7 separate regions of the Mus musculus genome follow, and regions 2, 3, 4, 5, 6 and 7 are each linked to region 1. Evidence: chromatin contacts called from public ChIA-PET, Hi-C and HiChIP or PLAC-seq data. All regions are on one chromosome and are shown on one strand. Each heading gives the region's core, a stretch centred on a gene start, on an enhancer-like site or on the middle of the called end of the contact. The rest is flanking DNA. Distances are from core to core; before and after follow the strand shown.

Region 1 (2,750 bases), core at 137-2,636:
AACCTCCGAGCTTGTTAGCTGCTGCGGCTGTGCTGTCCGCGCTCCCACGGGCCGCTCTAGTACAATCCCTGCGCTCACGCCGAGATAAATAACGGCGACAGGTGGAGCAGGTAAGATTAGCAGGACCGGGTTGGAGGGAGGACGCTATCGGAGGCGCCAGGGAGGTCGTGCGCCTCTCTGCCCAGCCCACGCCCCTCCCCAAGGGCGTCTGGAAGGAACTACATCTTGGTCACAGCTTCGGGGAGGGCCGGGTTAAGGTGACGGAGTCTCGAAGTGGGGGGAGACAGGCTTCCCGGCTTGGCTGCAGGAAGCGCGAGCACCCCTAGGGCACTTGGCCACGCCTGAGGTCTCACGGGTAGGCAGGATTTGAGAGAAGCGGGCTGAAGGGGACCCTGGGTGTCCCTGTGGAGCTCTGGCACTGGGGTCTTGCTGGCAAACCTGTTGGCAACCTGTGGGCCTCAGCTAGGACACTGCAAGCTGCAAGCGCGTCCTCCTCCTCAGTGCCTCTGGCAGCGTCCCCGGCGCCCGACCCGGGGAGAGGCCGAGGCAGCTTGGAAAGGGGCTGGGGCTCTGCCAGGGGCGGGTAGTGGTGGTGGAGGTGGCGGGATTCCCAAGCCGAGCCAACATCCCTGCAGAGCGACAGCAGGCAACCGCCTCTCGCGCCAGCTCTGGTCTAGGAGAAGCAGACGCCTTGGCCTTTCCCTCCGATCCTAGGCTCCAGTATCACCTTCTCCAAAGTGCAAAACATTCATTAAGTGTCCAGTGCCCTGCAGGCTTGCGTCCCAGCAACCAGCCGCCGGTGCTTGCCCGGCGAGCGTGCGGCGAGCGTTTGCACCCGGCCAGGGCTTTGCCAGCCTGGGCTGTGCAAGGGAGGGCGGAGAGCGTGTGCGAGTGCGCGGCTGCAGAGCCCGCGCCGAACCCACGTTCCCGCTACTGTCCTCGGGATAGATGGATCCATTGCTGCTTTCTGACATTTTTCTGCCAGGGGGCTGGTGGGGGAGGCGGAGATAGGGAGAGAGAGATGGGGGGGGCGGGGAAAGAGAGAGAGAGAGAGAGAGAGAGAGAGAGAGAGAGAGAGAGAGAGAGAGAGAGAGACTGCTTCCCCCAGCCCTGTTTTGTTTTCTCTAATTGGTCCTGGGGGAAGCAAGGAAATTGGACAGAGGCTGGGCCGGGCGAGCTGGGCTGCCTTTAATTGGCTCCCCTTTTTTTAACTGGAGGGGAATCAAACAGGAGAGCGAGCGAGCGACAAAGGGTGGGAGAGCGAGAGACCGATCGCGGAGATGGGAGGAGGGAAGAAGGGAGGAGGGAGAGCGGGAGGCGGGGTGGTGGTGATGGGGAGGTGGAGGAAGCGCGGAATGAAAAGCTCGGAGGGACCAGAAAGCAGCACAGCGAAGCCCAAGTTAGGGAGCGAGCGGAGCGCTCCCGCGGCCCCGGAGCCGGAGTGGCCGCGGTGCCCCGGAGCCCGCCCGGCCCCGCCCGCTGGGGCCCTCTCGGGCCCAGGCCGCCGGGAGGGGGGCGGGGACGCCCAACTTGGGGCGCGGCGCAGCCCCGCTCTCCCGAGATCGCGGAGCCCGGGAATGCCACGGCGGCGGCCAGACGGCGGGAGAGGAGCGGGGAGAGAGGAGGCGGCCAGCAGCTCCTGAGCCCGGGCCTCCGCAAGAGCGCGAATTATTTTCAAAGGACTCAAACTTTCCTCTTTCCCTTGCTGGCTGCGGTCCCTCTTGCTTTGGAACCGTTCTCTGGATTCCCGCGGGGGCGCCGGGACGCGATCGCCTCCCCCGGATTCCTCGGCGGCGGCTCGGCTAACTTCGCGGACTCGGGGACCCGGAGCGCTCGCCCCGCTGCCGAACCTAGTCCTCGCTGCTCCAGCGCTCCAGAGGACCGGGACCCGGCGCCCTCGCCTCCGGGAAGGGCGCCCAGCCCGGCTCCCTTGGGTCGGGCTGCGGAGCCCTCCACACCTACTGCAGGACTGGAGCCAGCGGATTAACCAAAGCAGAGTCCGGGCCTCCTGGCCTGGCTCCGCGGAGGGGCGTCCCCTGGGCGGGGAAAAGACAAGTTTGTCAGGCATCGGTGGCCTGTTGGATCGGAGCGCGGCCGCCGCAGCAGAGAGGTCCCCCCGCGTTCAGCACCCTCGGTGGACAGCCCTGGGGACCTAGGACTGCTCGGTGGCCGAGCTTTCTGGGCCAGGGAGCTGGCTGCTGCGCCCGGTGCGCAGAGGCTTCAAGGTCTGGGGCAGCGCCCCCTGCGTCTCCACCCGGGCAGCCGCCCTGTGGGAAGAGGACAGAGCCGAGTCGCGGCTTGCTCAGACTCCTAGTCTCGGTCGCCGCCCTCTCCGTCGCGACTCAGGGAAAAGGAGGGAACGCAGAGGGCAAAGCGGTGCCCCGGCGGATGCGCCCCCCGCCGCCTCTCAGGCTGCGCCGCCTCGCGGGGATGAAGCACTGGCCGTGAAGATGGAGGTGACCTGTCTTCTACTTCTGGCGCTTATCCCCTTCCACTGTCGGGGACAAGGAGTCTATGGTAAGAGCCAGCGTCCCGCTCTACCCTGGCGGAGCCGCCCGGAAACTTTACAAGATCTTGCTCAAAGTGCGCGCTGCCGGGGCTTGGTGGATGCACTGATGGCCGCGTCTCCGCCCTCGCCTGGGCGCCGGGAGACCGAGCAGGCTGCTCCCGAGCCCAAGAAGCGGTCCTAGGCTATTGGTGTGAGGCTGGGGATGCCGGGGTAAGGTCTCGGCTTTCCGAAATCTTTCCAG
Region 2 (2,750 bases), core at 103-2,602, 500 kb before region 1:
AGGATGGTACTGTGTGTTCTGTATACTGTGGTTGTGTGCCTTGCTGAAACTTTGGTGATGGTGGTACAATTCAGAGATTTTTTTTTTTTTTTAAAGCTTGGCTGCTGCTCTTCATGGTTAACTGAGAGCATGTAGTCTCGCTTTTTGAGACAAGGTGCTAGGTACCCCTCCCTCACTGGCCCTGTCCTTCACAGGCGCCTGTGGACCAGCTTGCTTGGCTGAGGTTTCAGTTTGGAGGCCCACTTGGTGTGAGCAGCTTTCTAGCACATGCCTCTTGAGATCCTCTAACAGTGGGGCAGGGGTGGTGCATGCCTGGATCCTAACACCCAGGGCAATTGAATCTACAGTGACTTCCAGGACAGTCAGGGCTACACAGAGAAACTCTGTTGCAAACAAACAAAAATGATCCTCTTACAGAGACAGTCTACAGGCTTCTGTTGATTCCCAATTCCCTCCCACCTTCATAAAGCTTACTCTCTCAAAGTGTTCAGAGTGTAATGTCTCAGCTCACTGGGCATTTGGGGAACTGTCCTAGGTGCTGAATTGAACTTTGCTTTCTTGGCCTCTGCTTTCATAGTCTTGGGGTTAGAGGTGAGTGCTACCACACCCAATTTGTTTAGTTCTTTAATGTGGAAACATATGGGGGCTATGGCTACTTTCTGCCTGTATTGGCTTGGGTTTGTTTCTTTTGCTTTTCAACATTACAGAATAAACTTGGACAGAATAACTTGAGGTCTTTGCGTTGCCCTTGAAGCACGTGTTATCTATCCATGGTCTGCACCGCAAAGGCCATATGATAATTATTCTTTGCCAGGAACTTCGCATTGGTTTGTTGGTTTGTTTGCTTGCTTATTACTCTGAGAGGTGAACTTAGGGCCTCACACACTCTAGGCAACATTCTACCATCGAGCTCTGTTCCCAGCCTGGAACTCCTTTGCAGAAGCAAAAATTAAGTTCCTGAATTTGAATCTGATTTGCAGAGCCCCAGCTCCCTACAAGTTGCTATGTGCTGATGCAGGGTTACTGGGTTTTTTTTTTTTTTTTTTTCATCAAAACTTGGCTTTTCTAGAAGCTATTCTTTTCCTAGTGACTGGCAGGAATCATTACTCTCTGTGGCAAGGAACCAAAAGTTGGCAGGAGCCTTACAATAATTGTCCAATTGGATTTATTTTTTTTAAATTCTCATGCCAATTTCCAAATTATCTTCAGTTACAGAGCTTCTGTTTTCTGTAAAAGGTTGAAAGTGAGAGAGATGCATGCAGCTTCGGTCCTGCCCAGGTTAGCTGTGGAGGCACCAGAGGTCCTTCCTCAGCACACTCTGGACAGAAGCCAGCATCACAGTATATCCTAGAACTGAGCCAGGAGCAGAAGGCAGTTTCTGTCTGGTTTGGAGATGCGTACATTGTGACTGACTCCTTCAGTGTGTGGAAGAGCCAAGGATCCCTTTGTATCCCTGGGCAGGAAGCACTGAGGGTCCAAGCAGTCGCAGCTGAGCTTCTTGCCTCATTCTTGCAGCATGAATTGACAAACACTAGAAGGTCTGACCTCTATCCGTGAAGTAATTTCTGAATATCCCTGAAATAGAGGTGTGAGCTGAACCCCATCATTTCATGCCCCCCCCCCAGTGCTCTTCCTGTGTCCCTGCCTTCCAGCCTGTGCCAATTTGATAATAACAAGCCCAGAACAAAACACATCTGTTTATTTTCTCTCATCTGCATTAACAACTAGAAATGATTTTGCTTGTTTGAGCTTCCCTCTGTCTAGATTCCTGATATTTATTTTGAATTTGCGTTTGGCAGAGTAAGATCTCAATGCATGCCAGGCTGACAGGTCTGTGTATTTGGTAGCCTGGGATGGGTTTTTCCTCACTCGCTCTGCTCTGCGGCTTTCTGTCTTTACAGTCTGACTTTTATTGTCCTGGATCAGCTGTCAGCAGTGAATGCACCTTTATTTCAGACTGAGCTGGATAAGATCACATCCATGTGTTCTGTTCCTTCACCTGCTCAGTTTACACACTTTGGTGTAACGGTGTACTAAGATATTAAAGACCCAGGATTGAGGGGGCTGGGAGAAAATGGGTCAGTAATCTAAATGAATGGCTTTATTTTGTTACTAATTTTCTAGATACACTTTTAAAAATGAGATATGCTTTACACACCAAAGGTCTTTTCTTATTTTACTTTTTGAAATGTTCTCGAGCTTTGGCTGTGCTGTGATGAGTAGCAGCACTTCCCTCTCGCCTGTGACATAACGGTGTACCGCAGGGTCAGCAGTGGTAGGAGGAGGCCTGTCAGCCGGTTAGGTGGTTCTTGGAATGGAATCTTTGAGCTTTTCTGAAATAGCTGCAGGAACCACCCATGTCCAGTGTCTGTGTAGATGCATGTGTAGAGCTTTCTAGGTTACTGTCGTGGCTGTAGCTGTAGCAGCTCAGTGCTGACCTCTCTGAGGAGCGGCTATAATGTTTTTCATGGGGAGCCTCGGAGCCGCCTGCTGTAACACACTGTCAGTGGTTGTCCTCATGCTCATGGACACTCCGTGCTCTTGATTGGCTCCTCCTGGAGAGCAGTGCTGTGTGTGGCGTACCTCTTCCTGCTGATGTTGAAAGTGTACGTCATCTCTGGGAAGATGTCTTACTCAGCTCCTTTGTTTATTTTTAAATGGAGTCATTTTTGTTTACTTGGCCAACATATGATTATGCTGTTTTGTTTTTTTTTTTATTTTAGCCATTGGGTTTTAAACCTCTATATAAT
Region 3 (2,750 bases), core at 152-2,651, 490 kb after region 1:
CCTAGCCTACCCCCACCCCTGCCTGCGGTTTTCCTCAGCACGGAAGTGGTGGTGGATTCCCAGAAGCCCCACTCGAACTTTCCTGTCAGGGGAGTCCAAGTTCCTCCTTCTGGGGAAGGAGAAGTGGCAGTTTCTCCTGTGGGCTTTCAGTTTCATTCTAAGAAACCCGAGTGTTGAAGGAAGAGAAATTGTACTCCAGGGGTTTTCCCAGCTAGGCTCTAACTGAAGTGCACTTGCTGGGGCCTCTGGGTGGGCCTGGCACAAGAGGAAGTGAGCTGTGTTCTCTGGGGCCATTCCAGATCCTCCAGGTCTGCTCCCGGTCCCACCAACACACTCAGGGGCTACTATAGGAGCTCATATCCTGGACCCTCAAAGTTAAGCTGCAGTCTCTTTCTCCAGACTTTGCTGACAAAAAGCAAAATCTAATCAGAGCAGAGACAGAGAAATCCCTGTAGCTTCTGGTCCTGACCTAGAACCACTTATGACTAAAGAATATACACCGTTCCTACCATCTCTCTCTCTCTCTCTCTCTCTCTCTCTCTCTCTCTCTCTGTGTGTGTGTGTGTGTGTGTGAGAGAGAGAGAGAGAGAGTGAGAGAGAGAGAGAGGTCTCAGGAAGCCTACATTAGCCTCAAGGGGAACCTCTGAAGCCCTAAACCTCCTCTGGCCTTCACCTTTTTAAATGCGGGACCACAGGCAAGTACCACCACTCTCAGTGCTGAGGGTCCAACCCAGGGCTTCCTGCATGTAGGAGTCACTGTCACCAGCTGAGGTACGTTCCTTCCTTACCTAGAGTCACAGGATTTTTTTTTTTCTTTTGAGACAGGGTTTCTCTGTTTAGCCCTGGCTGTCCTGGAACTAGACCAGGCTGGCTTTGAACTCAGAAATTTGCCTGCCTCTGCCTCCCAAGTACTGGGATTAAAGATGTGCCCTGCCACTGCCCAGTGAGTCACAGGATCTTAAGAGAGCTCACCTGGGCAACAAACAGCAACTTAGAATGGCCACCATTGACTGCAGGTGGCAACCATGTCCCAAGCGCTTCAGACTCACTTCCTCTTATAATCCCCACAAAGTGTCCGTGAAGAAAGAGACAGAGTCGTCATTTCTAAAGCTGGGAGCCTGTCTTGGGAGGAGACTCTTCCCTCAACAGGTTCTGCTTAGAAAGTCTGCTCTCTCTCTCTCTCTATTCTCCCACACTTGCAGCCAGATGTGCAGAAGGAGCCAGCATTCCAGCTGTGGACACCTTCCAAGTCCTAAAGCCTACCCGCCCTAAGGCACTTAGGCTTGTCACCTTTTCTATTTCCAGCTCACGACATTATTTGGGGGTTTCTACTATGCCAACACATGTTTTGATGACAGCTGGGGATTCCCCCAACCGTGATGCTGTTTCCCTTCAAAAAAAAAACATTTGCCTGAAGGTCACCGGCTGAATGACTCAGGCTGTTGTGGTAGAGCATGCACAGCTGTGGCGGTGGTGGGGTTAAATCGGAATTTCAGATAAACAGCTTTGGGGAAATGTCATAATATACCATTATTATTCTTTTTTCTTTGGAGTGTTTATAGTTCACTAATGTCCTGTTTTTGTTTTTAAAAGTAGGCGATCCTTTGCTCTCGCACCTGGGGCACCAGGAACCCCACCCCCTTTAGCCCCATCCTCGGTCTCCCACAAGGCTCTGCGTGGAGGAGACTCATGCTCATGGACCTTTGAGTACGGCCAAGAGCTTAAGTTCTACAACTTTCCAATGTCAGGCCTGGCTTAGGAGCTCAAAAGGCATCTACAAGCTCAGCTCTACAATGGGACTCTGAGGTGGACAGTCATACCCCAGATCTGTGGGGTTTTTTCTGGCCTAGTGGCAAGCCAGCCGGAAGCCACACCCCCACCTACCCTGTACCCACAGTGTTGGGTGTTGACACAGACTCCTGCGTACTTTGATGGGGTTTCCCTCCAGCATATACTGGGATTTCCTTGGAAGAGTCTTAAAGGGTACACAACTGAATCTCTGGTCACAATGCCCCAGGCCACTGACAGGTCTGCAGCCACAGCAGGGGAGGGGTTAGTCTTGGTTCCACAATAGAATAGTATCTGATAGGCGGTTAGCACTCTGATTGGCGGTGTGAACCTGGGATAGTGGAGCCTAAAAAACCAAGGGGACTAAAGGCTCATCCAACAGCCAGTTTTAGAGCAGCAGACAAGCTAAACTCTGAGTCACGTGAGTAAAGTGTCCAATCACATGGTGGGCGGTGCAGTCGCAAGCGTAGGGTAAAGTGCTGCTTGTCCACACGTGGCAAAAGTGCTTTTCCATGGAGGCATATAAACACATAATAGCCAGCTGTAATAAATAATCTGAAGTAAACGCGCTCCTATCTGCTACATCTGTGAGGGGCACAAAAGTACCTTTTCAAGGACAACTCCCTGTGTTTGAAGAAATCAAGTGTTCTCACTAGCACTCAGAACTCACCTCTCAGGATCCCGTTCTCGCACCATGTTCCAATAGTAAGAATGGAGTTATTAAGTATCCATCTAATGTTAACTGCACAATCATAGCGTGGCTGTGTAAATTATACACGTTGTGGTTGTATTTAAATATAGGGTCTACCAAAGCATTTGGACACTCGCTCAGGCCCTTTAACATCCCTGGCAGCTACCCAGGGGTTATGGGGACCAACCACTCCTAGGACCAAGAGTATGATAGGGGTGTGGGGGTGAGGGTGACCCTCAGCTGCAGGAAACCCTCGACTGAGAGGCATACT
Region 4 (2,750 bases), core at 168-2,667, 480 kb before region 1:
CCTTCCCCACGCCTACTGTGTCACACACACCCTGCAGTGCACTCACATGCATACCCTCCAGGGCAGACACACGCACGCACGCACGCACGCACGCACGCACGCACGCACGCACCCTCCAGCTCACACACAGACACACAGACGGAACATTTACATGAGAAATGTAATGAATATTTTAAGGACTTGAAATTATCATACCCAGTTTCACCTGTGTTGCTCACCTCTGCTTGAAAGTGAATAATCAGATATTAACACTAAATACACATGTGTATACTGTTCTGATGGCTGGTTTTGCTAGTTAAAATGATAGAGCTTTTGTGATCGTGTCATTACAGATCATGAGTAGTGCATTCAGAGTGTGGAAGTTGACCTTAAGCTCTGCACACTTAACCAAAGACTGAGGCTAAAGCCTAATTTCAGATAGTTGAGATCAACGCAAACGTGATGCAGTTTCTATACTGATATAGAACATTAGTTTCCCGAAGGGCCTGGTCGCACAAACCTGTAATCCCAGTATTTGGGAGTTCAAGGTAGGAAGAATCAAGGCTACCTGGTCTACGTAGTTAGAGCTGTCCCCCAAAATAAAAAAATAAATAAAATATAAAAAAAAGAAAAAGGAAAGGAAAGAGCTTTGTGTTGCTGTTTATACATGCTTAGCTCTGATGGAGAGCAGGACGTTTCTGCCAGTATATTCCATGCAAGATAAGACAAATTCCCCGGTAGCCTCAAAGTTCTTTTATCCCAGGAATGTTTTCTGTTGAATTGGCTGCTTCAATCAGGTATTGTCATGTGAAGTTTCAGCTCATTCCAGAGTTACCATATATTAGTCTACTCAGACGGTTTCCTGGTCCTCTCCAGCCTGAACACTCTGATTTTCCTTCCCAGTTTGTGACTGTTTATGAAGACCTTCTACTTCATATCTTACAGAGATGGATTATGATAGTTTTAAATGCTAACTCATCTAGCTTCTGTATGAGCTAAGCAGGCTTTTGTTGGCAGGGTACATTTTGCATATTAAAAAAGAACCATTTGTGGAGGCCTGGACTCAGAGGAAAGATAAAAAGGGATTTATATCTGACAGCAATCTTTGTCTCTTTTAATTCCATTTTATTGAATTCTTCATAAGGCGAAAACTACTCAGAGAGTATAAAGATATACAAATTAGGCCGACAGAATCAAGCACATCTGATGGTACAGCAGAGATGCAGTAAAACTTTATATAATGCAGTATGCTTTATTTTTATATAGTCTAATTCACAGTATCACAAGGCATTTTATAGAAAGAATCAATTGCAAGCTTAAAAGAATAAGGAATACTTTTAAGGTGAGATTTAAGGACAGAATATGTGCTAATTGCACACTTATCTTGTAACTGAGTCAGAACCACCGTGCCTCACATACTCCCATTGCTAAGGGAAGGTTAGAGCTTCCCTGTGCTGCCAGCCTGCAGGAAGAGTGCTGTGTTCCTGTGTATGCTCAGCTCTTGTGAGGAAAAACAGCAAGGCGCCACCAAGAAATTAGAGCATCCCACACTAAACATCCAAGCTTGCCAGGCTGATAGGCCAACAAAGGCACTGCTTCTGCCCAGCCATTCATTCATCCTCAGACATGGGAGAATAAATCCCCTCCCCCACTTCCCACATTCCTAGTTATTTCCTTAGTTTGTCAGCACAGGCCTGCAGTAAGAGACTAAATTCTGTGCTATGGGCCTTCTCATCTCAGTCTCTATCTCTGGATCGTGTGTGTGTGTATGTGTGTGTGTGTGTGTGTGTGTATTCACAATGGGAGGAAATCTCATTATCTAATCACTTCTTAAAGGACCCACCTTTTACTTCAGTCCCATTGGCTATTTGGCTTTAAGCTCTGAATTTTGGAATGAACACATTTAAAACATAGGGTAAAATACCTGAAGTACTTTACATTTATATATTTTATGTATACATGTATGTATGGAGGTGCATGAAGAAGTCAGAGAACAGCTTGCAGAAATTGGCTCTCTCCAGCATGTGGGTTTCAAGGTTCAAATTCAGGTTCTCAGACATTGAGGGGAACACCTTTACTCACTGAACCATTTGCTAATTAAAAAAATTTAGAAGCCCTTTTAAGGATATTCTTTTATATTTTTCTTCAAAGCAGTATTACTTTAAAGAAGACAGTCTTATTTTTTATTTAAAATAATGAGCATATTAATTTATTCAGATTGTGTAAATACAACATCATAAATGAGTCTTTATAGACAAGACGAAGTTAGAACTGAAACATCCAAGATGCAGGCACCACATATTTGGCACATGGGGGCCTGCCATCTGGTTCTTGTCATTTTGTCTCTGGAGGAACGCTGGGACCCCATAGCAGAGTCTCTGAAAGTGCTAATTCCCCCCTTAAGGTCTCCTCCTTCATGACCCAGTAACCTTCAATGTCCCAGCTTCTAATAGCTGTCACTTTGGGGATTAGGATTTCAACATACAGATTTTAGGAAGACTAGAGCATGCAGTCAATTCCATGAGACATGGTAAAATGGAGATTCGTTTCCACTCAGTTTAAAAGGTCAACAGTCCAGCTTTTGGGGACAGAGAGAGTGGTGGTCATCTTTCCCACACCGGTCCTTCTAGCCAGTAACATGATGCACCTTTCCATTTATTTGGTCTTCTTTACTGCAGATCTTTCCATTACATCATATTTTATTAAGCCTACTCTTAGATGTATTATACTTTGACATTAGAGCACAGTGCCTTTTATTTCAGTGTACTCTG
Region 5 (2,750 bases), core at 103-2,602, 460 kb before region 1:
ATTATTAACAGATTTTACCCCAGCTTCCACACCCATCCTCCCTTCCTACTTATGAGCCCAGAGCTTGAGCATTCTTCCTGAGAAATCTGCCTTCAAGTGGAGAAGTTGCCTTCCATCTACCTCCCTGATAGTAAGCAGTGAAGTGGCCTGATGCTGGCCAGAGCAGGGGAGGGCAAAGCAAGCCAGAGTGATGTTCACACAGAATTATCCAGCCCTGGGCCAGGGAGTGTTCTCTGGCTTTGTCCTTCTAAGCTTTAGCAGTGAAGTTATTCAGGGAGGCGCTGTTTCCCTGTACACTGAGACAAGCTTGATTTTCAGTCTCTGCCATGGTTGTTTTGATTCAGCTCTGTGGGCTCCATGCCTTGCACTTCTGACAGGGTCTCTAGAAAAGAAACTGGGTGAGCTGAGTCAACATAGCCTTGGCTTCTGGGGCAGGTCAGGCACAAGCAGGCCTTGACCGTTGCCACCCTTGTTTGTAACTGTGTGGTACAGGCCAAGGAGTGGCTGTGGGGTGGGAGTGAGTGGGCCCGAAAGATGGAGGTGCTGAGTGAGATGTATGTGAATCAACTCGGCTTCAGTGCCTCCAGAGTGGAAGTGGCTGCTGGTGGCCTGGATGAACTCGGTTTCCTGAGACTGAGCAGTGTCCTGAGATGTGAGACTTGTCCTGACATACAAGGATGGTGGCCGTTATGTTTAACTGGACTGTACTGAGATGGACAGAGGCAACAGAGATTGAAAACATTGTGTCTGGCCTTACTCCTGTGTGACTCACTCCAGCCCAGGAGAACAGCCCGTCTAATGCTTTCCTTGGGCTTCCTGATCAAGTAGTTAAGGCAGTGGGTCCTGATGTACTCTCCCTGGGTTTTGCTCTCCCAGTATCCCACTCGGCATCCCACTTGGCATCCCAGAAGGTATCCTTGGCAGGCCAGGAGCTATTAGATCTTTGCATCCCTGCCCCGGGCCTCTGCCTCCTGCTGCTACAGCTGCTGCAGTAGGTATAATGATTAAAGAGGGTGTGACTGTGCGCTTCCGCCTCCTTTCGTGCTTACTTCCCACGGCTCTGCTTTGATGCAGCTGGCTGAGCTGGGGTATTTGGGAGCATCCAGAGGACCCACAGCTGAGTCTATCAGGTACCCTGCAGCAGCTGTTATCTGAGGCGGCAGCAACAAAGGAAGGGTGCATGGCAGATATGCAGGAAGAACACCAGACAGGTCTCTGCTCCAGAGGGTTGCAATCAGCCGGTGTACATGTGGAGCTGGTGATTGTGCTGGAGAGAGGCAAGGGGAGGAGATGGTGTTTTCCACAGTTATCAAGATAAACAGAGCGGCCGGGGCCATCTGTGCAGCTGTGGCAGTGTGCCGATGAGCTGAATTACTTTATCTTTACCCAGTGGGAATTAACACATCCCCCTTTCTACCCAGGGGAGAAAGACTGCGGCTAACAAAACTAGTCAGTCGTTTGAATCTTCCCGCAGAATGGTGATAATTTATAGGACTGTCTGGATGTCTCCTTGTTCGGACATTTAATTAGTGAAAATAACAGCCTAGAAGATGAAATGGCTCTGTTGGCTAAGACAAATATTTGAGGACCTGGTAGGAGGACTGGGGCTAAGAGGCTGGAGAGGCAGTTGGAAGGGAATGGATAAGGAATAGAATTGTAGCCCGAAGGCTGAAGTGGAGATGGAAATGGTCCTGCCTACCAGTTTTCAAGTGGCCACAGAAACTTGAAGGCTACAGGTCTCAGACTGCAAAAGGCCCTACAGGTCCTTGCTGGAACTCTGAATATCCAAAGAGATGGGCATTCCCTTATGACAGGTAGTGAAGGCTTTAGTGGTGGTCACACCGTGAACATACCTCAGTTCTCACACCCTTCAGAACAGAACCCTAGCAAAACACAAGCAAGGCTGTGTAGACATAAACCCTGATCATATGGAAAAGAGCAAACTGTGAAGCCCATGAACAAGTGCACCCTCAGAAAGGCACGAGGCACCTGCACAGCACCAACAGTGCACCGGGCAGGAAAGGGCTGAAGGGAGGAGGACCAGTGCCCACTTCCCCACTGCATACAACCTGACCGTTCTCCCCAGCCAGAGTGCAAAACTGGGAACTTAACTGATGAGGGCAAAATAAGAGCATGCTAAGCCAGGGGTGCACAGTTAAGAAGGGCCATACTTCAGGGGTGAACTCATCACTTGTAGAGACAGAACCCTGCATTGTTAATACCCTAACACACTCGCGCGCACACACACACACACCCATATGCACAGAGATGGGCAGTTTTGGGTCCAGCTTTATGACTTGCTTCCAGAACACTAGCATCTCGGTCCTTATCCTTCTTCCTTGCAGCGAGTTAGAGATCTCTCCCTAGTTAATCTGGCCAGCCCATGAGAAGGTAAGCTGAAGGACCTAAAAGGGGGCTTTTGCCCACAGTTGCCTGTTTCTGTTGTTTGTTTGCTTGTATATAGGGAAATGAAAACTTCAAAAAGCCATTGCCATCTTTAGAGAGATTAACAAACAACAGCAGTTTTATACCAAGAATGCCATGAGAAGGAAGAGTTAGAGAATAGGAAGTATTGTTAGAGAGTTGCTGTATTAAAGCGGAATCAGAATATCAGTAAGCAGCCTAGACACTGAGGTTGAACTCTCCAAGAAAGGAGATGAAACCAATGAAAAGACTTATGCTGAAGGGAAGGCATAAAAGTGCAGGTCAGGGTTCACAGGGTCTCATAAGGTTCTGGTAATCCAAACGTC
Region 6 (2,750 bases), core at 173-2,672, 390 kb before region 1:
TGGGAGCAGAGGCACACAGATCTCTGTGAGTTAGAGGCCAGCCTGGTCTGCATGGAGAGATCAAGGTGAAAGCAAAAACGGCAAAAACCTGTGTGCCAAAAGAAAGCTGACCCTCTTTAAAGCTTATGACCTCAAGTATTTTGTCACAGAGATGTTTTCATCGATGGAGGAACCTTTTAGAAGTAAGGCCTAGTGGAAGAGTCAGGTCATCTGAGAATGCCTTAGAAGGAAGGCTGGACCCTGCCCTTCCCAGCTCTCCCTGTCAGCCGCCTGGCTGTAAGTGTAACAGAAGGTGCCCTAGCTTTGAGAGATTAAGCAGCGTCCCACAGTACGTGGAGGCCTTGATGGGTTCTGCCTAGTGTACTTGCCAAGAACACCTTCCTTCTGGTGAGCGGCTTGCAGTTCCCTCCTGATTCTAGAAGTCCAGTGTTCCTTCTGCCCTAGGAGGCTGTGTCCTTGGAGGCCTGGCCACTGTGGCCACAGCTCCTTCAGTCTTCTCATTTCTGGGATCTTCAGGGCAGCGTTTGTCCTCTTCAGACTCTGCTGAGGATCTCATTTTGGACTTGGGTCCTCCAGCAGCTCTGCTCAGTTGGACCCTGCTCCTAACCGGAGGAGAGGCACACTATCAGATGCCATGGCAGACAACAAGAAACCCTCTCATTTGTGGGAAACTCCATTTATCACTAGTCAGTCTGGAGCAACATCAGATAGCTGCACTGGCTGTCTGCCCCTGTTGACCATAGGAGTCAGAGAAGGGCTCTCACATTGTGTCTGTCTTCTTTGCACCAGAACAGTGAGAACTATATTCTTCAATGAGGCTCAAGTGCCTTAGATCCCCACTTGGTTGCAGCATCTGATCTGTTTCCAGATCTCTGTTCTGGCTTCAGTCTACCCCTCAGCCCAGTAGTACACAGTACTTCCCTGCCCCTTGGATCCTTGGACCTGCACTGTGGCCTCCTTTTCCCTCTGGTCAAGCTCCCCAACCCCCCTGCTTGGTGGTTTTGAAGTGTGCTTGGTAATTAGTCAGTGCACAGTCCAGTCCCTGCAGAGCTCCCTCACTGAGCCAGTCCTCACCCCTCGCCTTGTCATCCCACACCTCAGTCCAGCCTCTCTCAACCTCTACAGAAACCACCTCTCCTGCAGCAGGAAGACCTTGCTCAAGTGTGCTCTTAGCTTGATTGGTTCCAAGTGACAGAAGCCAAGTAAAGATGGTTTAAGCCATAAAGGGAGCTTCCTTGTGATTGGGTAATTTCTCATGAACCCTGGTGGCACATGGTGGGCCTGCCTGTGTCAGCAGCAGCCCCACTAGGTGTCCACGGCTCCTTCCCTCCTGGTGCCGCCCAGGAGTGTCTGCCTCCTCGCCTCCTCATTATCTCATGTAAGGGGCAGGGCCAATTGAGGCCACACCCTCTGGTTTTGAGGCAGGAAGTGTGATTAGCTCAGCAAGCGTCTGCTTCCTAGGCTGCAACCAGGATTGCAGGACACACTGGGCCCAGGAACTCCCACACCGTTTTGAAATGGGACTGCAGGCAGTTTTCAGAGAGAATGCCATGTGGCGCACAGTCATCCAAGCCCTCCAGTACATATGCAGAGGGCTATCAGCTTGAGACTGAAAGAACCCCAGGTACCCAGCCAAGGCACACATTGAAGGTCATGGGGTGAGCTTAAGTAGATTCGAAGATTTACCTAATGGTGCTTCGTGCCTGGTAAAGAATTTTTGGAAATGTTTAGTGAAAGACAATATTTCTGAGGAACTTAAAGGTTGGTTGTCTAAGAATGTTATTTATACTTTTTTGAGGTTATGAATGTCTTTGACTGACCATTTATAAGTGAATTCAATAATGTATAACGTCACTAATAGCCTGGTTGTTGATCTTGCTTTGGTTGGCTGTTTTCCCCGAATGAGGAAGTTCTTAGCAACAGCAACAGTGTGTTGTGTCTCCATGTCTTCCAGGGAGGCTACCACAGACACTAGGCAATTAGAAACAGGCCAGTAGGCCCTTGCTCCTGGTCTAAAGGCCCCAATTCAGTGGAGAAGCTGTTGATCTCTCCTGTTAGGCTTCAGCCATTGTTCACGGTCTGCTATGGAATTAATCCTTTAAGAAAGGGATAAAAAAAACTGCCATTCAGCACAACGCAGTTTGTCATCGCATGCATAATGCAGGCTTTCCAATTAGAATGCTACAATTTGGAAACTTTCTTCACAGACTGATGAGAGAGCAATTATTTTAAGAAGGGAAAACTGAGTCCACTGGGTTTGCCTCCAGTCACTTCTGACTCAGGCCACAAAGACAAGAGTTTTGAAATCATATTCAGTATCGAATTTTGTATCAAAACAGCAGCAAGGAGAGCAATTAGTTGCTGTAAACTGAGCCCCGGGTAATCAATGGTATGCAACCAGCCAGAGCATTTATGGAAGATGTAAGCAGAATCACATCTGTTAATCAATTTTATAAAAAGCCAGCACCTCGCTGTTTTTAGGGAGACTCCACTGTAAGAATAAGGGGAGATGGAGGAGCCAACCGGTAATGTCACCAGGCGTTTATTCGGTGCTCATTAGGTAATGAGGTCTGTGGCAGTCATTCACAGACCTGATCTGCGGCTGTGAATCTCTCTGGTAGGATAAAGTCTGCCTCTTTGAAAATGGCTTCTGATAGTGGGGTGGAGGGGGAGGGGTATGCTTAAGGAGCTCATCTTCTTTAAGGTCACAAGGAGTGTCTTTGCTGAGAGATCACACTCTGCAAACATTC
Region 7 (2,750 bases), core at 180-2,679, 400 kb after region 1:
TGCAGGTTCGTTCAACCAGCTCGAAATCCCCGGCTGTACTATGCCGGGAAGCTCGCCTCTGCCCCACCCCTGCCAGCTCTGAGCCAGGCGGCCCAATGACCTTTACAAAGGGCCGGAGCCGAGGCCGCCAGAGGCTTCCAGGCCGGCACCTTGGGCAGCTCCCTCCCCGGGGCCTGGCTCACCATCAAAGTCCGTGTAGACTGTGTCCTTGAGCAGCGCCCCCGACCCGAAGTCGATGAGTTTGATTTCGCCGCGGCTCAGGTCGATTAAGATGTTCTCGTCCTTGATGTCGCGGTGGAGAACCCCGCAGTTGTGGCAATGCCGCACGGCCTCCAGCACCTGCCAGAAGAATCCTCGGGCCAGGTCCTCCTGTAGGGCTCCTCGTTCGGTGATAAAGTCGAAGAGGTCTTGCACCGGTTCGGGCCTCTCCAGGATCAGCACGAAACTATCGGGCCTCTCGAACCAGTCCAGAAGTCTAATGACGCCCGAGAAGTCCGAGCTCACCTTCTTCAACAGGACCACTTCCATGGGCACTCGGGTGCCATTGGGCTGCAGAGTGAGGGCGAGGGTTAGCGCGCCGGTTCCGGCACGCCCGTCGCCACCCACCCACCCATGAGAGGGTCTCTGGCTCCGGCTCACTCACCAGTTCTCCCCAATCGGAAATCCGGTCCTTCTCCACGTGCTTAATGGCCACCTGGAAGAAGACCCCCGAGTCTCCATCAGACCCTCCTGCTCAAAGCATCCCTCCGCGCGCCCTCCCCGAGGCGGCGTTGCCCACTCACCGGCAAGTTGTCGGCGACGCGGATGCCAGAGTAGACCGAGCCGAAGCCACCGCTGCCCAACAGCGGGCCCACCTGGTACTGCGACTCCAGGGGCTCCTTCTCTTTGCCTAGGAAAGAGGCACGGGACACTCAGCGCGCTCGACCCACGCGGGGGTCTCCCGGCGTCCCAACGACCCGCGCGCCCAGGGTGGGGTGGGGACACTCACCCGGCGCCAGCTTGGTGGCGTGCAGGTCGTTGCAGGGCGCGGCGCGCAGGTGGGCCAGGGAGTTGATCTTGGACAGGAGCATCCCCACCTCCAGGGTGTCGGTGCGGCGCCGGTGCCGGGACGAGCAGCAGCGGCGGCGGAGCGAGCTGGGGCTGAGCCGACGGCCGGGACTCAGACTGCGGGTGGCGTTGCGGCTCTGGCTGCGGCTGGCGCGCAAGGCCGAGGGCGAGTCGGAGGACGACTGAGGGCGCTGGCGGGGCTGGCCGCGGGCGGGTTCGCCGGCTGGGTCAGGCAGTGCGGGAGGCGGCAGGGCGAGAGGCGCTGCGGGACCCAGGGCTGCTGCTGACTGTGACTGCTGCTGCTGCTGCTACTGCCGATCCCGCCGCCGGCACTGCCGACTCCCCTCCAGCCTCCTCCGCCGCCACGGCCGCTGCTGCAGACGCCCGGCTCGCCCCGCCGCCAGGAGTAAAGGGGCGGAGCGCGCCGCTGGGGAGGGCGCGCGCGGCGGGCGGGGACGGGGCGGGGCCTCTCCGGGAGGCCGAGGTGGGGAGCCGGGCTGGCTCGGCGGCGGAGGGCGGAGAGGGGGCGGGGAGGCGGCGGGACCAGGGCCGCTCCCCTCCGCTCCGCCCCCTCGCGGCTACACCCCTCTCCCCGGCCCCGCCCTCGGGCGCGGCTTCAGCCAACCAGAAGACGCCCTATTTGCATAAGGCGTTGCGGGCCCCGCCTCTCGCCTCGCGGTCAGAATGGTCGCTAACGCCGCCACGACGTGGCGGGAAGGAAAAGGCGCCAAAACGGAGGGGGAGGGGCGCTGGGCGTGCAGGGAGGCGGGAGCTGGGTGGCGCGCGCGGGCGGGGGAGGAAGGATGGGGAGGGGCGTATCGATTCAAACCCAAACAATAACAAAGCCATCAAAGGCCGCCCGAGGCCAGCTCTGCCGGCTCTGTGTTTCCCGGAGATTTGGGTTGTGGAGGGGGGTCGAGGATTGGAGCTGGAGCGTAGCAAGTTGTGAGAAATGGAAGGGCGTTGGTGTGGCGGGCGCGGAAGCCATGAGTAGGGACCGCGTGTGTGTGGATGCCGACCAGGGTGGTCCTCTGGTGTGACTCAGCCCGGAGACCTCCAAGGCTGCTGGGGCGGGTTGACGATGTTATGTGGGCTAGATCCTGGGGGTGATGATTGTGTTTTTGGGGGCGAAGGCTGTGCAAGACGTGAGTCACCGGCATTTTGCACACCGAGGCCAGTCACAGGCCTGCGAGGAAAAGTGGGGGAGACCTGGGATGCGAGGAGCCGGTGACAAAGATTCTCAATTTAGAAATGCAGAGAGAATTAGAAGGGACCCGGGGTACCTGATCCCCTCGGTCCATGTCCGAGCGCCTGAGAGAGGAAATCACGACACAAACGTTAGCTTTCTCTTGCCAAATGCTGCCTCAGCCCCTTCTGAGAGGGCGGGAGGAGCAGGAAAATTCCTGATCGCGGGCGAGGGTGGGAGGGTGCCGCTGGGTTTAATCAGAGGTTGTTGCGGTAGTTACCTTCTCATCAGCTTGGTATTAGCAGTCAGGCGATACCAGATATTATTGGCCCCCACCCCAGCCTTGTCTCAAAGGAAAGTCCCCACATGCACGTGGAAATACCACGGAAAGCTAGCCGAGTCCGCTTTCATCTTTTGTCCTTTTGAACTTCATGGAGAGTTGATAACGACGTGTGGAAATGGGTAAACTCTCATTCTGTGTAATCCATATAAACTGAGATACTGGTGGCCAGAGTCA

The links. A called contact is a pair of places that touch in the nucleus more often than the background predicts. ChIA-PET counts read pairs in DNA pulled down with a chosen protein or histone mark. HiChIP or PLAC-seq counts read pairs in DNA pulled down with a chosen protein or histone mark.
Region 2: a contact with region 1 is called in an H3K4me3 HiChIP or PLAC-seq map of forebrain, with 5 times the contacts expected there. The contact joins the enhancer-like site here to the promoter of Mdga1 in region 1. A contact is called at or near these places in 1 of 484 Hi-C or Micro-C datasets (cortical neurons), 8 of 115 datasets of contacts at active chromatin or transcription factors (craniofacial prominence, embryonic basal ganglia, embryonic forebrain and 5 more) and 3 of 9 other capture datasets (adipose tissue, embryonic stem cells and liver).
Region 3: a contact with region 1 is called in a Hi-C map of CD8 T cells, with 5 times the contacts expected there. The contact joins the enhancer-like site here to the promoter of Mdga1 in region 1. A contact is called at or near these places in 5 of 484 Hi-C or Micro-C datasets (CD8 T cells, cerebellum, embryonic stem cells and 1 more) and 2 of 115 datasets of contacts at active chromatin or transcription factors (astrocytes and memory CD8 T cells).
Region 4: an H3K4me3 HiChIP or PLAC-seq map of forebrain shows a contact between it and region 1, with 4 times the contacts expected there. The contact joins the enhancer-like site here to the promoter of Mdga1 in region 1. A contact is called at or near these places in 2 of 39 promoter capture datasets (the 3T3-L1 cell line and the SN4741 cell line), 7 of 115 datasets of contacts at active chromatin or transcription factors (embryonic basal ganglia, embryonic forebrain, embryonic hindbrain and 4 more) and 2 of 9 other capture datasets (embryonic stem cells and liver).
Region 5: an H3K4me3 HiChIP or PLAC-seq map of forebrain shows a contact between it and region 1, with 4 times the contacts expected there. The contact joins the enhancer-like site here to the promoter of Mdga1 in region 1. A contact is called at or near these places in 3 of 484 Hi-C or Micro-C datasets (the N1E-115 cell line, bone marrow-derived macrophages and embryonic fibroblasts) and 6 of 115 datasets of contacts at active chromatin or transcription factors (craniofacial prominence, embryonic forebrain, embryonic midbrain and 3 more).
Region 6: an H3K4me3 HiChIP or PLAC-seq map of embryonic forebrain shows a contact between it and region 1, with 5 times the contacts expected there. The contact joins the enhancer-like site here to the promoter of Mdga1 in region 1. A contact is called at or near these places in 2 of 39 promoter capture datasets (the 3T3-L1 cell line and the C10 cell line), 4 of 484 Hi-C or Micro-C datasets (the N1E-115 cell line, cerebellum, cerebral cortex and 1 more), 10 of 115 datasets of contacts at active chromatin or transcription factors (astrocytes, embryonic basal ganglia, embryonic forebrain and 6 more) and 2 of 9 other capture datasets (adipose tissue and liver).
Region 7: a contact with region 1 is called in an RNA polymerase II ChIA-PET map of memory CD8 T cells, with 36 read pairs. The contact joins the promoter of Pim1 here to the promoter of Mdga1 in region 1.

Annotation. Positions count from the first base shown.
Region 1 is chr17:29,887,214-29,889,963 of GRCm38.p6, reverse strand. Mdga1 (MAM domain containing glycosylphosphatidylinositol anchor 1) reads left to right here and starts at 1,386. Exons shown (of 17, transcript NM_001368423.1): 1 at 1,386-2,517. The coding sequence starts at 2,451. Gm41559 (a long non-coding RNA gene) reads right to left here and starts at 63. Exons shown (of 3, transcript XR_003952341.1): 1 at 1-63.
Region 2 is chr17:30,387,668-30,390,417 of GRCm38.p6, reverse strand. The region is part of intron 6 of Btbd9 (BTB (POZ) domain containing 9); the gene reads left to right. Among named protein-coding and RNA genes, the nearest start is that of Btbd9, 190 kb to the left of the region's middle. Within about 2 kb of position 1,352, at least 17 of the 459 cell types and tissues checked have an H3K27ac peak or open chromatin away from gene starts, as enhancers often do. A contact at or near this core is called in cortical neurons and forebrain, where this site is marked.
Region 3 is chr17:29,392,927-29,395,676 of GRCm38.p6, reverse strand. No RefSeq gene overlaps it. Among named protein-coding and RNA genes, the nearest start is that of Fgd2, 33 kb to the right of the region's middle. Within about 2 kb of position 1,401, at least 158 of the 459 cell types and tissues checked have an H3K27ac peak or open chromatin away from gene starts, as enhancers often do. A contact at or near this core is called in CD8 T cells, memory CD8 T cells and pro-B cells, where this site is marked.
Region 4 is chr17:30,367,533-30,370,282 of GRCm38.p6, reverse strand. The region is part of intron 6 of Btbd9 (BTB (POZ) domain containing 9); the gene reads left to right. Among named protein-coding and RNA genes, the nearest start is that of Btbd9, 210 kb to the left of the region's middle. Within about 2 kb of position 1,417, at least 9 of the 459 cell types and tissues checked have an H3K27ac peak or open chromatin away from gene starts, as enhancers often do. A contact at or near this core is called in forebrain, where this site is marked.
Region 5 is chr17:30,345,778-30,348,527 of GRCm38.p6, reverse strand. The region is part of intron 6 of Btbd9 (BTB (POZ) domain containing 9); the gene reads left to right. Among named protein-coding and RNA genes, the nearest start is that of Btbd9, 230 kb to the left of the region's middle. Within about 2 kb of position 1,352, at least 68 of the 459 cell types and tissues checked have an H3K27ac peak or open chromatin away from gene starts, as enhancers often do. A contact at or near this core is called in the N1E-115 cell line and forebrain, where this site is marked.
Region 6 is chr17:30,279,168-30,281,917 of GRCm38.p6, reverse strand. The region is part of intron 8 of Btbd9 (BTB (POZ) domain containing 9); the gene reads left to right. Among named protein-coding and RNA genes, the nearest start is that of Zfand3, 280 kb to the right of the region's middle. Within about 2 kb of position 1,422, at least 65 of the 459 cell types and tissues checked have an H3K27ac peak or open chromatin away from gene starts, as enhancers often do. A contact at or near this core is called in astrocytes, embryonic cerebral cortex and embryonic forebrain, where this site is marked.
Region 7 is chr17:29,489,464-29,492,213 of GRCm38.p6, reverse strand. It overlaps Pim1 (proviral integration site 1), which reads right to left and starts at 1,429. Exons shown (of 6, transcript NM_008842.4): 1 at 989-1,429; 2 at 783-889; 3 at 644-694; 4 at 183-549. The coding sequence starts at 1,070. Gm26885 (predicted gene, 26885) reads left to right here and starts at 670. Exons shown (of 4, transcript NR_168683.1): 1 at 670-1,037.